Regions from separate parts of the Sus scrofa genome. Here region 2 is linked to region 1. A link is a contact called in public HiChIP or PLAC-seq data. All regions are on one chromosome and are shown on one strand. The core of a region is the stretch at or near the end of the contact, and the rest is flanking DNA. Distances in the headings are between cores, read along the strand shown.

What was found. HiChIP or PLAC-seq counts read pairs in DNA pulled down with a chosen protein or histone mark.
Region 2: a contact with region 1 is called in an H3K27ac HiChIP or PLAC-seq map of alveolar macrophages. The contact joins two enhancer-like sites. A contact is called at or near these places in 1 of 5 promoter capture datasets (fetal liver), 3 of 47 Hi-C or Micro-C datasets (epiblast stem cells and liver) and 1 of 2 datasets of contacts at active chromatin or transcription factors (alveolar macrophages).

What each region holds. Positions count from the first base shown.
Region 1 is chr7:91,432,019-91,438,291 of Sscrofa11.1, forward strand. It overlaps RDH11 (retinol dehydrogenase 11), which reads right to left. Exons shown (of 8, transcript XM_005656347.1): 4 at 4,699-4,803; 5 at 3,722-3,931; 6 at 949-1,038; 7 at 334-523. Among named protein-coding and RNA genes, the nearest start is that of RDH11, 17 kb to the right of the region's middle. Within about 2 kb of position 3,298, at least 2 of the 83 cell types and tissues checked have an H3K27ac peak or open chromatin away from gene starts, as enhancers often do. A contact at or near this core is called in alveolar macrophages, where this site is marked.
Region 2 is chr7:91,531,935-91,538,207 of Sscrofa11.1, forward strand. ZFYVE26 (zinc finger FYVE domain-containing protein 26) reads right to left here. Exons shown (of 42, transcript XM_021099396.1): 33 at 3,775-3,922; 34 at 3,309-3,518; 35 at 2,187-2,405. Among named protein-coding and RNA genes, the nearest start is that of RDH12, 54 kb to the left of the region's middle. Within about 2 kb of position 3,302, at least 2 of the 83 cell types and tissues checked have an H3K27ac peak or open chromatin away from gene starts, as enhancers often do. A contact at or near this core is called in alveolar macrophages, where this site is marked.

The DNA.
Region 1 (6,273 bases), core at 2,048-4,547:
TTATTTCCTATGGGCAATAAAATTCCATTTTCAAAAACAAGATACAGGAGTTCCCGTCATGGCGCAGTGGTTAATGAATCCGACTAGGAACCATGAGGTTGCTGGTTCGATCCCTGCCTTTGCTCAGTGGGTTAACGATCCAGCGTTGCCGTGAGCTGTGGTGTAGGTTGCAGATGCGGCTCGGATCCCGAGTTGCTGTGGCTCTGGTGTAGGCCGGCAGCTACAGCTCCGATTCGACCCCTAGCCTGGGAACCTCCATATGCTGCAGGAGCAGCCCAAGAAATAGCAAAAAGACAAAAAACAAACAAACAAAAAACCAAAATACATTCATACCTGAAATGGTTTCCACTTAGAACCTCAAGACCTTCTGTTAAGGCACAGTACAGGCTGGTCTGGGCTCCCTGCTGAGGGGTCTTGATGAAGAAGGAGAAAAGCCACCAAATCCATCTCAGGAGGGATGAGTGCCGAACCAATTCAGAGTCAACTGTGCCAGGGTGTACTGAGTATGTTGTAACGCCAGAGCCTGTTGTGGGGGTACCATGTAGAGAAAGGAAGACAGGACTTGATGTTGCCAAACGGCCAAAGAGAACAAATGACATGAATAAACATTTGCCCTACGTGGACTCCCTTCCCATGATGTTATCTCAAGCACTCCTCCCAGTAATTTATATCTCCATTTCAAAGATTAGGATTAAGGCTCAGAGAGGTTATTAACTGTTAGGAAGCAGCAGAGTCAGGACCTCTCAGAAGCACTTGACATTGTTGACCATTCTCTTCCTAAAGTTTCCTTTCCATTGGCTTCCATGACTCCATACTTCTGATTTTTCTAAACTTTCTGGGTGCTCCCTCCAGTTTCCTGGACCAGTTAATTAGTTTCTACCCAAACTTTAAATGTTAAGAGTTCTCATGGCTCACTAAACTCCCTCTTTGTAACTTTAGAACACTCACTTTTGCCGTCAGACTGCCCAGTTTCAAATCTCAGCTTTATCGCTGTGTGACCGTGGGCAAGTTCCTGATGTTGTGACTTAGTTTCTGCATCTGTAAAATGGGGATAATTACAATATCTGCACCTCGCAGAATTGTTCTGAGGATTAAATGAGTTCCTATGTAAAAGAGCTTAGAATAGTGTCTGGCGCATAGTAAGTGCTAAATGATATCTATTTCAGGACCAATTTTTCTTTTCTAGAAACTTTGGGATCAGAAATGATTCCAATTTTTTTCCCTGAGTTTATAAAGATAATTCAATTATATATATATATATATATAATATACATGTATATATGTATATACATATATAATATACATATAAATGTCTATTACCTACTCTCCCTAGTACAGGTGAAGTTTTTATCAAGCTTATGAAAAAACTGAATTTTCAGGTCTTTATGGATTTCACAATCGCAGATAAAGGACTGTGAACTTGCATTATTTTCCACTTGATGTCTATTCTAGATGACCCATAGTAATGCAGACTCAGAGGTCCAAATTGACTTCATATATTTAAGGCCAAACCTGGTTCTAACAGTGTTTGCCTGACTTGTTGAAAGAACCAGTGAAAGAAACCTGGTTCTTTTAAGGAGGCAGGCATAAAGGACCAGTTTTTAAGAATTCCCCATCTCACCATGCACCTCCAGCCAACGAGCACTCTGGTTTTCACATCCTAAATATCTCTCAGCAGTGTCCACTACCCTCCATCTCCACCACCACGGTCTAAGCTAACCTTATTTCTTACCCCAACCACCGAAATCATGTGCTGCATGCACTCTTGCCCCTATCTTTAAAAAGGCTTTCATTTTAAAGGTTTTGCAATGTTCTTAGAATAAACACTGATCCTTACCGTGGCCCCTATGGAGTTCACCTCTGCCTCACCAATCTCAGCTCAGACCTCCATTCCTCTTGCTTTCTACATTCTAACTATGAAGGTCTTGTCTCACTTTCTCAAGTGGAGCCCAGACTCTTCCTTTCACCTGGAATGTTCCTCCGCCCCCTCTGCTGCCTCACCCAACTCCCACTATAACCCATTTAATTTCTAATCATCCTGCAAGGCCTCAGCCCGGAACGCACTCCCTCAGAAAAGTCTTCCCTGAGCCCTCAGACTGAATAAGGGTCCCGCCACTGCCCCCCAACCCACTATAGGTCCTTGTAATTCCCCTTTAGAGCATTTGTCACCATTTAAATTAAACAACAACAAAAAGCAAACCAGATATTGCCAAGGAAAGGAATAAACTAAGGCATATCTATACTATGAAACACAATGCAGCCAACAAAAGGAATGCGGAAAATGTACCATATGGAAAGATCTCCAAGACATCGTGTTGGAATTTCAGTTCCTTACGTACAGTGTATACATTAAGTGCACAAGGAAATGATTGGAAAGGTGTCTATCAAGTTGTTGACAGTGGTTTCTTGAAGGGATCAAAGTAGGAGGGGGAGAGAGGAGAATAGGTGAAGGGGATTTTTCACCTCTATATACTTCCATATTATTTGAACTTTTTACAGTGAGAATGATTCATGCATTTCTAGATTTATTCTGCCATTGTATACATACTTGTGAACTACCTCTCCCCCCTGCCGAATGTGAACCACTCCACCTCGGAGCCCCTAATCCAGTGTGTAGAACAGCACGGACACTGAATACATGGCTGTTGAATAGATGACTCTTGCATCATGCCCAGGTTTCTTTCATTGCATCACAGCTATTTAACCTTCACACCTGTTAGGTTTCCTCACTCAAGTATCCTCTGCTTCCATCTCATCCTCGCAGCTGGGCCCATCTCTCTACCTCTGGGCCATCCTTGCTCCGTGATCAACCTGTGGGTAGTTTTCACCTTCCAGTTACCCTGGTCCTTCCCAAGCTGATAAAGGATGTTATGCCCTGGGCATAGACTTTCCTCCCCATCTCACAGCTGTCCATGTGGTTTGATGAGCCTGTTCCAACAGGGGGGCACCTGTGTCTGATTCCTTCAGACTGAACTCTGCCTGCCTCAATCCTAAGCAACTCTAATTGTCCACCTTGGATTTCCTTTCTCTTTATTGGAAATCCAGAGTAGACCATGCTAAGGACCTCTGTTTATTTATAACTCCCCTCCCCAAACATACATTTCCCTCTTATTTGACCCTTTGCTGTTAGGCAGACCCCTTCCAGATCCCAGCACCTCTTTTATCCCAATGGCTATAGTTAGTGCCAACTCTCAGCCTTCCCTTCTGTCTAGTTTCACTATGAGTCAAAAACCATGACTTGCTCATGAAGCTTGCATTAATCATGATAATAACCTATGAAGCAGCCCCATTTTACATTTGAGGAAATAAGTCTTGACAAGTTAAGCAACTTGCTGCAGGTCATGCAGCTAGAGTGCTAAAGCCAAGCCTTCAGACTCAAAGTCAGAATTTCCCCATCACCTGCCAGCTATCTCCAATATTCAGGTGTGAGCTCTTTAACTAAAACCAAACCCAGGTGGAAGCAGGTCCCGCCCAGGGGATGGGCTCCAGGAAACAGTTCCCATTCCCATGCCTTTTATATCTCCATTGATTTGTATCTCAACACTCATTTTTTCCTTTTTTTAAATTTTATGTAATGATTTTTATTTTTTTTTTCATTATAGCTGGTTTACAGTGTTCTGTCAATTTTCCACTGTACAACATGATGACCCAGTTACACATACATGTATACTTCTTTTTTCTCACATTATCATGTTCCAAGCACTCATTCTTCTAAGCCTACCTTTTAGCCTCCGGGCCAGTTCCTGGGTGAAGAGAACATTGGCTAACTTGCTGTTACAGTAGGCCAGACCCGCATGGTAGAACTTCTCACCCTGCAGGTTATGGAAGTGGATCCTTCCCATGTGATGTGCTAAGGAAGACACATTCACTACCCTTGATGGGGCTGATTCCTTCAGCTTCTCTAGTAACAGATGGGTCAGGAGGAAGTGACCTATGAGAAAAACTAGAATTAACAGAGGTCAGGGCCAATGTGAGGGTGAAGGGAGCAGTGGTGAGCAAGGCTCAGCTATATATAGCAGGGAGAGAATTAAAGAATAAGGCTTTTTGGAGTTCCCTGGTGGCCTAGCAGGCTAAGGAGCTGGCATTGTCACTGCTGTGGCTCAGGTCACTTCTATGGCTCAGGTTGAATTACCTGGCCCAGGAACTTTTGTATGCCATGGGTGCAGCCAAAAAAAAAAAAAAAAACAAAACAAAACGGAATAAGGCTTTTTGCCTCATTATTTCATTATCAACGACAGAACAAGTTCAGGGAGTGTTTAGGAAAATAGAAACAATCAAAGACTTAAGACATCCTTCCTATAACATAGGACTGGATTATGTGAATGTGAATATCAATATGAAGTCTTGTCTTGTTCCAACTTTAGCATCACTCTTTAAGGACAGGTGGCCTCTCTACCTGAAGCTGACCACAGGGATCACTACAAATAAAGCAACACAGCCCCTAATCCAGTCAGCTTCTTCAAAAACATTCTAGGGGAAATTAAATCTTAACCACAGATTAAAAAGTAGGAAGACCCTCCAGGGAGCCTCAAGTTAATCCCTGAGCTTTTAGGCAGGACCACACTTTTATTATACATCTATGGTCCATTATGGCCCAGGGGTCCAATCACACCACAAAAAAGGTTCAATATGACTCCTAAGTTTTCCAAGGAGAACTTCAGTTTCCCTGTAGCTTTGTGACGAGACAAGATTTCTCACCTAAGTGGTTGACTCCCATGTGCGTCTCAAAGCCGTCTGCTGTCTTGGAGTAAGGACACATCATCACTCCTGCATTGTTGATCAAAATGTGGAGATGCTTTTCTTCTGCAGGAAGAGGAGATGGAGTGTGGAGGTGGGCAGCCACAGCAGTTACACCTTCCAAATCCACCCCACACCCAGGCTTTGAAATGGGGATCCATGGCTTCCATCTTTCCGCTATTTTCCCTTCGTACTTATTTTGTATTGTTTTTCATTTTAGGACTTTAGTTGAATCCTATATACTTTCACTACAGGGCAAAATTCCACTTGACACTACCAAAAGGCCTTTCCAACCTTTCCAATTCAGGAGCTACTACCTGCTTTGGGGAAGGGTTCTGTCTATCTCTCCCAACAGCAAGACTTCCCAAGCTGAGCAGGAAATGCCAAAGCAAAAGAAAAAAGGATTTTTTGTGTGCCTCCCTGCCACTGGGATTCAGGTCCCCGAAGAAACAGTGGTTTCACCTCTGTGTTGCATCTGCCAACTCTCTCTTATGGCTTATTTTCTCACATGCTTTGTAGTTTCTGACTAAAAGTGTTTATCAGTGGCAGCTGTTTTTCCTGGGAGGCTTAGATCCCTGGGTTATGAGGGAGGAAGCCTACAGAGTACTCTTGTACTTGCTTTTGATGAGATTCTATAGGGCTTTATGTTAACTTCTCAGCTCAAGTTTCTTACACCATTTGATAGAGTGAATGAAATCCCCCCCACAGGAAGTTCCTGTTGTGGCTCGGCGGTAATGAGCCCGAGTAGTATCCACAAGGTCACAGGTTCGATCCCTGGCCTCCCTCAGTGAGTTAAGGATCCAGCATTGCCGTGAGCTGCATTGTAGGTTGCAGAGGGGCTTGAATCTGGCATTGCTGTGGCTGTGGTGTAAGCCAGTGGCTACAGTCCGATTCAACCCCTACCTGGGAACCTCCATATGCCGCCAGTGCAACCCTAAAAAGACAAAAATAAATAAAAACCAAAAAAAAAAAATCCCCCCCCCCCAACAAATGATGCCAGCCTGAAGTTCTAATTTCTTGCAGATGACCCTTTATCCATTCATGTTCTAAAGAGAGGATAAGCTTCTATGTCATATCCCTGAGCTGGTGGCCTGGATTTTTTTTTAAAAGCCTGGTACTATGGACCAGGTAGCTTTTTGTGAATCACAATCTCGTGTGGAGCCTCAGACAGAGCAACACAGCCCTCAGCACCCTGAGGTCTCATCTCCTATCCCTGTATGGGTATTTGGCCACCAGACCTTAAAGCCCATACTGAGTTCTTGTACATCTAAGAGATTTTTGGCTTTAGCTCTTTTGCACTGCTATGACTTTCTGAATTCACTTTTTGTTTCTGCCTCTTGAGGATTTCCCTTCATTACTAATGAGTTCAGCTCTGAATCAGAAGTCTGGGGTTATATCTTGTCTAGCATTTCTATGTGTCAGCGAGGGAAAGGTATCTTTTCCTTTTGGCTAAGTCTACCATGTTGACTGCAAGACCCTCAGCATAGTCTTCAGTTCTAAATTTACCTGCTGGAGTTTCCATTGTGGTGCAGCGGA
Region 2 (6,273 bases), core at 2,052-4,551, 100 kb after region 1:
ATGCAATAACAGAGCTATATTCTAGGTACAGTGGTGGTTATAGGAAGAGGTAAAGGCTCAACAGAGAGGGTCTGGAAGAATAAACAGGAGTGTTTCAAGAAAACAAGGAGGGGTCTGGCCTTCTAGGCAGGGTGATCAGCAGTGCAGACTCATGGACATAAGAAAGTGCAAGGTACAGGCAGGAAAATTTAAGTAATCCAGCAGGTCTGGACTATAAAGCACAGATAGGATTTGCAGTGAGAATAAACTGGAGAAATATGGGGAGCTGGTCCTGCTGGGTCCTGTACTCATAAGGAATCTGGACTTCATCTTGTGGCCATGAAGGACCCACCTTTTAGAGAAACAGGAATAACATGAATTAGGAATAACATAAATAATATGTATTATGTTTTGAAAAGCCCACTCTGGGATAGTGTGGTGGTAAGTGGTGAAAAAGCAAAGAATAGGGCTAGAAACACCACATCTTCCATGTTCTGGCATTTAGTCAGTTTGCACAATGTTTTTTTGTTTTGCTTTTTTTCCTGTTGTTCCCCACCTGCTTGAGAAGGTAAGATATTTCAGTTCACGGGTAGCTGTGATTACAAGAGATAAAAAGAAGACTTTTCTCCTAGCTCTGACTAATGTAAAGCGGGGGCAGTGCTGTCGTCAGCTTATACCGAAATAAGTAAGTAAGCAGCTTAACGCTCTGGACTGGTCATCAGTTAGAAGAAACAGAACTGGGTGGGGTAAAGCAGTTTCACCTCACAGCTCATTTGGAAACCGAGGAAAAGGAAAAAGGTTAGGAATTAAACACCAAATAATATAATTTTTACGATGGTATTGGGAGCCGATTAATAGTTAAGACACAGTAGCTATGGCAGTATGAAAATATTGCCCTTTCACTGTCCTGTAGCAGGTACAGTTATCATACTCTGTGTACTGTTGACTCACCTGGAGAAATGCTGAGAAGTTTACCATCTGTAAGCTTTCACTAGCTGCCATTTTGGATGAGGGCAGCAGACCGAAACTAAAGTGTAAGTCGAATTCCTTTAATTTTATATGAAATTTTGTACGAATCGGTCAATTCCTCAGAAAATTTTCATGGGATATTCCAATAAAAAAGGGAAGGCCAAAGGGTCAAGCCAAGTCCTGACTTGGCTTAACCATAGCTCCAAAGAAATACTGTACTTCAGGGTGCCTTGGCCTCCTGTGAGAGGAGGGCAGAGGATGTGAGGTGGGGAGGAAAGGAGAGCACACTCTCATCCCATGAGACTCTTGAGGCCCAAATAAAGGATCTGTGCCTTGGGTGCTTCCTGGCCTTTGCAGTAACAACTCTGAGTGGATGAGCAGCTGGGTCAGTAGCAGGACACGATCCCAGGGCAGGTGGGAGGTGTGTGGAAACAGAGAGGTTAAGCAATTTGTCCACAGTCACACACTAAGCATCTTATTCCAGAGACCATGCTCTGAGCTATCATGTGGTTCTGCTATACATTTGGGGAGAAGGGATAACATCTGTCACTGACAATCAGAAGGGTAATCTTGGAATACTACTGAGTCATAAAAAAGAACAAAATAATGCCACTTGCAGCAACATGGATGGAAAGAGAGAGTCTCACACTAAGTGAAGTAAGTCAGAAAGAGAAAGACAAGTACCGTATGATATCACTTATATGTGGAATCTAAACTATGGCACAGATGAATCTATCTACAGAACAGAAACAGACTCACCGACATGAAGCTCAGACTTGTGGTTGCCAAGGGGGAAGATGAGGGAATGGCATGGATGGGGAGTTTGCAATTCATAGACGCAAACTATTACATTTAGAATGGATAAGCAATGAGGTCCTGCTGTGTAGACAGGGAACTGGATCCAATCACTTATGATAGGGCATGACAGAAAATAATATGAGAAAAAGAGTGTGTATAGATGTATGCCTGGGTCACTTTGCTGTATAGAAGAATTTGACAGAACACTGTAAATCAACTATAATAAAAAAATTAAAAAGGAGAAGAAGGGCAATCTGAGATTCAGGTGAAGACTTAATGCACACTCATCCAACTGTGATGTGGTTAGACAGAATCTTCCACTGGGACCTGACTGTGCCAGAGGTGGTCTCATAGCTCAACCCTGGGTTAAGTATAAGGGGGGGTTAAAGCCCTGAAAGTCAGGTGGGTCAAGCCAGCAGTGCCACGTTTGCATGTCCCACCTTATGGAGGAGGTGCAGCAGGGCCTCCCGGAGGCAGCTGTGCCGCACGTAGAAGCTGATGATGGCCAGGTTGGTGCTGTAGTTATGCAGGTAGAAGAGGCATTCTTGGTAGTAGGTGTTGTTCATGATCTTCCCTTCGGGAATCACCTCCAGAGAGAGGCTCTGGGTCCGAAGTGTAGCTTCCAGCTCTTTCAAGGTGGCCAGGTAATCGTCATCTTGCTACCAAGAGAGGAGAGGGTATGAGGGAAGAGTGCCACTCAGGAAACGCCCAGCCTCCGAGAATATTGCTTTCAAAGATGGCTTAACAAGGTAGAAAAAAGCCCACTCTGTAGTTTTTTTTTTTTTTTTTTTTTGCGTGTGTGTCCTTTTAGGGCTGTGCCCTTGGCATAAGGAAGTTCCCACACTAGGGGTCTAATCGGAGCTGCAGCTGCCAGCATATGCCACAGCCACAGTAACAAGGGATCAAAGCTTCGTCTGTGGCCTACATCACAGCTCATGGCAATGCCAGATCCTTAACCCACTGAGCGAGGCCAGAGATCGAATCCACATCCTCATGGATCCTAGCAGGGCTCATTTCTGCTGAGCCACAAGGGGAACTCCCACTCTGCAGTTTTATGGGTAGGAAACAGGCAGGATGTAACATTATAGATATTATCAACTGTATAACACAATTTAATTCAAAAAATAACAAAATACTTGCCAAAATCTAAATACTGCCAAAGTCTGGGTATAGGATTATAAGTGATTTTCATTGTTTTAAAAGCAGCTTTCCGTAGTGTCCCCCCCCTTTTTTTTTTTTTTGGTCACAGCCATGGCATGTGGAAGTTCCCAGACCAGGGATTGAACCCACACTGCAGCAGCAACCTGAGCCACAGCAGTGACAATACCAGATCCTTAACCTGCTCTGCCACCAGGGAACTCCCTATATTTTCTTTTTTCAAAAAAGAAGATTGACTCTTTATTACTTATCTGACCATATATAATGGGAAGAACAAAATCCAAACCTGACAGCTCAGAGCCAGGGCTGCTGCTGTCAGCTGGATGGAGGCTGATCCCTTCCCCAGGCCTTTACTGCTCCCGGGCCTCCCACTCTGAGCTGATGCTCTGCTCACGTGCTCTTACCACGGACAGGAGTGGCCTCGCCGTGGACTCCAGATACTCGACCACATCCTGTACCAGTCTGGAGCCATGACTCAGCTGATTGAGGTCGAAAGGGGGCTTCAGACAGCGACTGAACTTCTCCCGTGCAGCGGTGAGGTTTCCAGCTTTGAGGCAGGCCATGCCCCACGCGTGCCACGCCCCAGTGGTATCAAGGCCAGTCTTTGTGGAGACCTGGAGGGAAAGCTGCTCTCTTAGGAGGGGTACCTACAGCCAGGCCTGAGCCTTCCAAAGACCTAGCCTATCCCCTTGTTGCCAATCATCTCCCTCCCGACCCCTGCACCTGCTATTCCTCCCACACGGGCAAACTGGTCACCCTAGATGCTCCCTGTGGCCAAGGACAACTGAGGAGGTGGCAGTTCCCATCCGCAAGGTTAGGCAAAGGTAACTCGTTGCAGCGGGGTAGATGTCAGCCTGGTCAGAGCTTCACCTCAACGCCCAGTTGATAGTACTCTGCTTCCAAGAGCTGGTTCCTTAGCCTGGTTACCGCAGCCGGTTGCAAGATCTGATCCAGAGATGGCACGTGGCGATAGGCGGCAGCAACTAAAATATTCAGCACGTCTACCTTGCTGATGTAGCTGCAGGGAGGAAAAGGACAGTGATGCGGTTCCATGGGGTCTTATCAGAACAGGTGTTGCTATTGCATTTCCAGGGTGAAAGGTGAGCATGAGGACTGCGAGGTACATGGGCAAAAAGGCTCTGGAGTCAGACACTCTGAGTCTCAACTCCATCACTTAGCAGCTCTGTGACCTGGGCAAGTTAGTTAACCTTCCTCTGCCTCAGTTTTCTCATCTTTAAAATGGACATAATGACAGGGAGTTTTACAGATAAAACGAGGGCCTAGGATGGTGTCTGGAGCTCTGCAGGCACTCATCAAATGTCAGATGTCAATACACAGAGCAGGGACACCCTGGGACACTCAGGTCTTTTATTTGAGGCAAGGCCTTCACGCTGAATGAATGTTGGGCGCTCACCAGCGACCTGTTGCTTTTTGGTTCTTTTGAACCCTTGCTTGGGAGAGCGTATACAGACTGTACCAGGGTCCTGCATTCCTGGTCCATACAGAGGCCACATCATTACCATTCCCTGGAGGTGCTGGTAGATTCTAGTGTCCTGGACTTGACATCCTCTCCCTGGGTTACGGATGGATTCTTGTTACTAGGACAGCTGCCTATGATCTTACTCCTGACACCTGGTGATTGCAAAAACCTTCTAACGACAGAGCCCAGAAAGCTGGATCATTCTGCTTATTGCTGCCTGCGATAGGCCTATGCTCAAGGTTCTTGAATCTTGTGTCATAATTCTAGCAAAACCCCCTGTGGACCCTCCCAATTCCCAGCTCATCCACCCAGATGTGACTCATGTGGTGTGTTCCCAGCTCTCAGTCCTCTCCAGACTGGGGAGCAGAGAGCATACGTTCCCTTGACGTATCCACCAATCTCCCTGCAAGTGACTTTAGTACATTAGTGGTTCTCAGTGGGGCAGGGAGAGCACAGTGTGTAAAAGCCAATTTGGTATCACCATGTACTGTATGTGTGTAAAAGGTGGTGTGAGTTTTGTTTTTATTTATCTTTTTTCTTTTTTTGGCCAACCCGCGGCATATGGAGCTCCGGGAGAAGGATCAGATCCAAGTGGTAGATACGACTTACGCCGCAGCTGCGGCAATGTTGGATCCTGAACCCACTGTGCTGGGCTGGGGATCAAATGTGCACCCCAGGGAGTTCCCGTCATGGCACAGGGGTTAACGAATCTGACTAGGAACCATGAGCTTGCGGGTTCGATCCCTGGCCTCGCTCAGTGGGTTAAGGATCTAGCGTTGCCGTAAGCTGTGGTGTAGGTCGAAGACGTGGCTTGGATCTGATGTTACTGTGGCTGTGGTGCAGGCCAGCGGCTACAGCTCCAATTTGACCCCTAGCCTGGAAAACTCCATATGCTGCAAGTGCGGCCCTAAAAAAACAAAAACAAAAACAAAAGATGTAGCATCTTTTGCCTCTTGGTACAAAAGAGTGAAATTAACTCCTTTATATTTCCATCTACTTCCTGTCCCACCCGGATCTGCTTTCTCAACATTCCGGTATTTGAGAATGAGAGTGATAAAACTAACATTTTTGGAGTGCGCAGGCTCAGTTCTTAATCCTTTATGTGTATACTCTCATTTTGTCCTCATGACAGCCCTACGAAATAAGTATTATTATCATCTCTGTTTTCAAGAGGAGAAACCTGAGGCCCAGTTAACAGGCTTGTCTGTGATTATAGAATCAGGAAGTGTGAAGCTGAGAATCACTGAGTCTGCTTTCTGGTGAGTTTGCAGGCAAGTACTCTGAGCAAGTGCCTGAAGCCCTGACACGTCAAGGGAAAGTATGCTCTCTGCTCCCCAGTCTGGAGAGGACTGAGAGCTGGGAACACACCACATGAGTCACATCTGGGTGGATGAGCTGGGAATTGGGAGTTTGCATTGTCAGGTTAATGAATGGAGGCAGAACAGGTTGTGCAGGGGCCTAGGGCCTCATCCTCCCTTTTCCATAGACACGTCTACTTTCTGACTCAGATTCCTCCCTGAGATACAGGGAGAGACCGGTCCCTAATGTGCTTTATAGATCTGTTACCTAGAACTCCCTGAGGCCAAGGTCTGAATTTGGTCAAGACCAGGGTAGAGTTTTGGTCAAGGCTAGTAAGCACTGGACACTGGGGAGGACATATTTTCTCTTCTTTTCTTTTTTCTTCTTAGGGCTGTACCCGCAGCATATGAAGGTTCCCAGGCTAGGGGTTGAATTGGAGCTGTACTGCCGGCCTACACCACAGCCACAGCGACACGGGATCCGAGCCACATCTGCGACCTATACCACAGCTCCCGGCAACACTGGATCCCCAACCTACTGAGCGAGGCCAGGGATCGAACCCATGTCCTCATGGATACTAGTCAGATTCA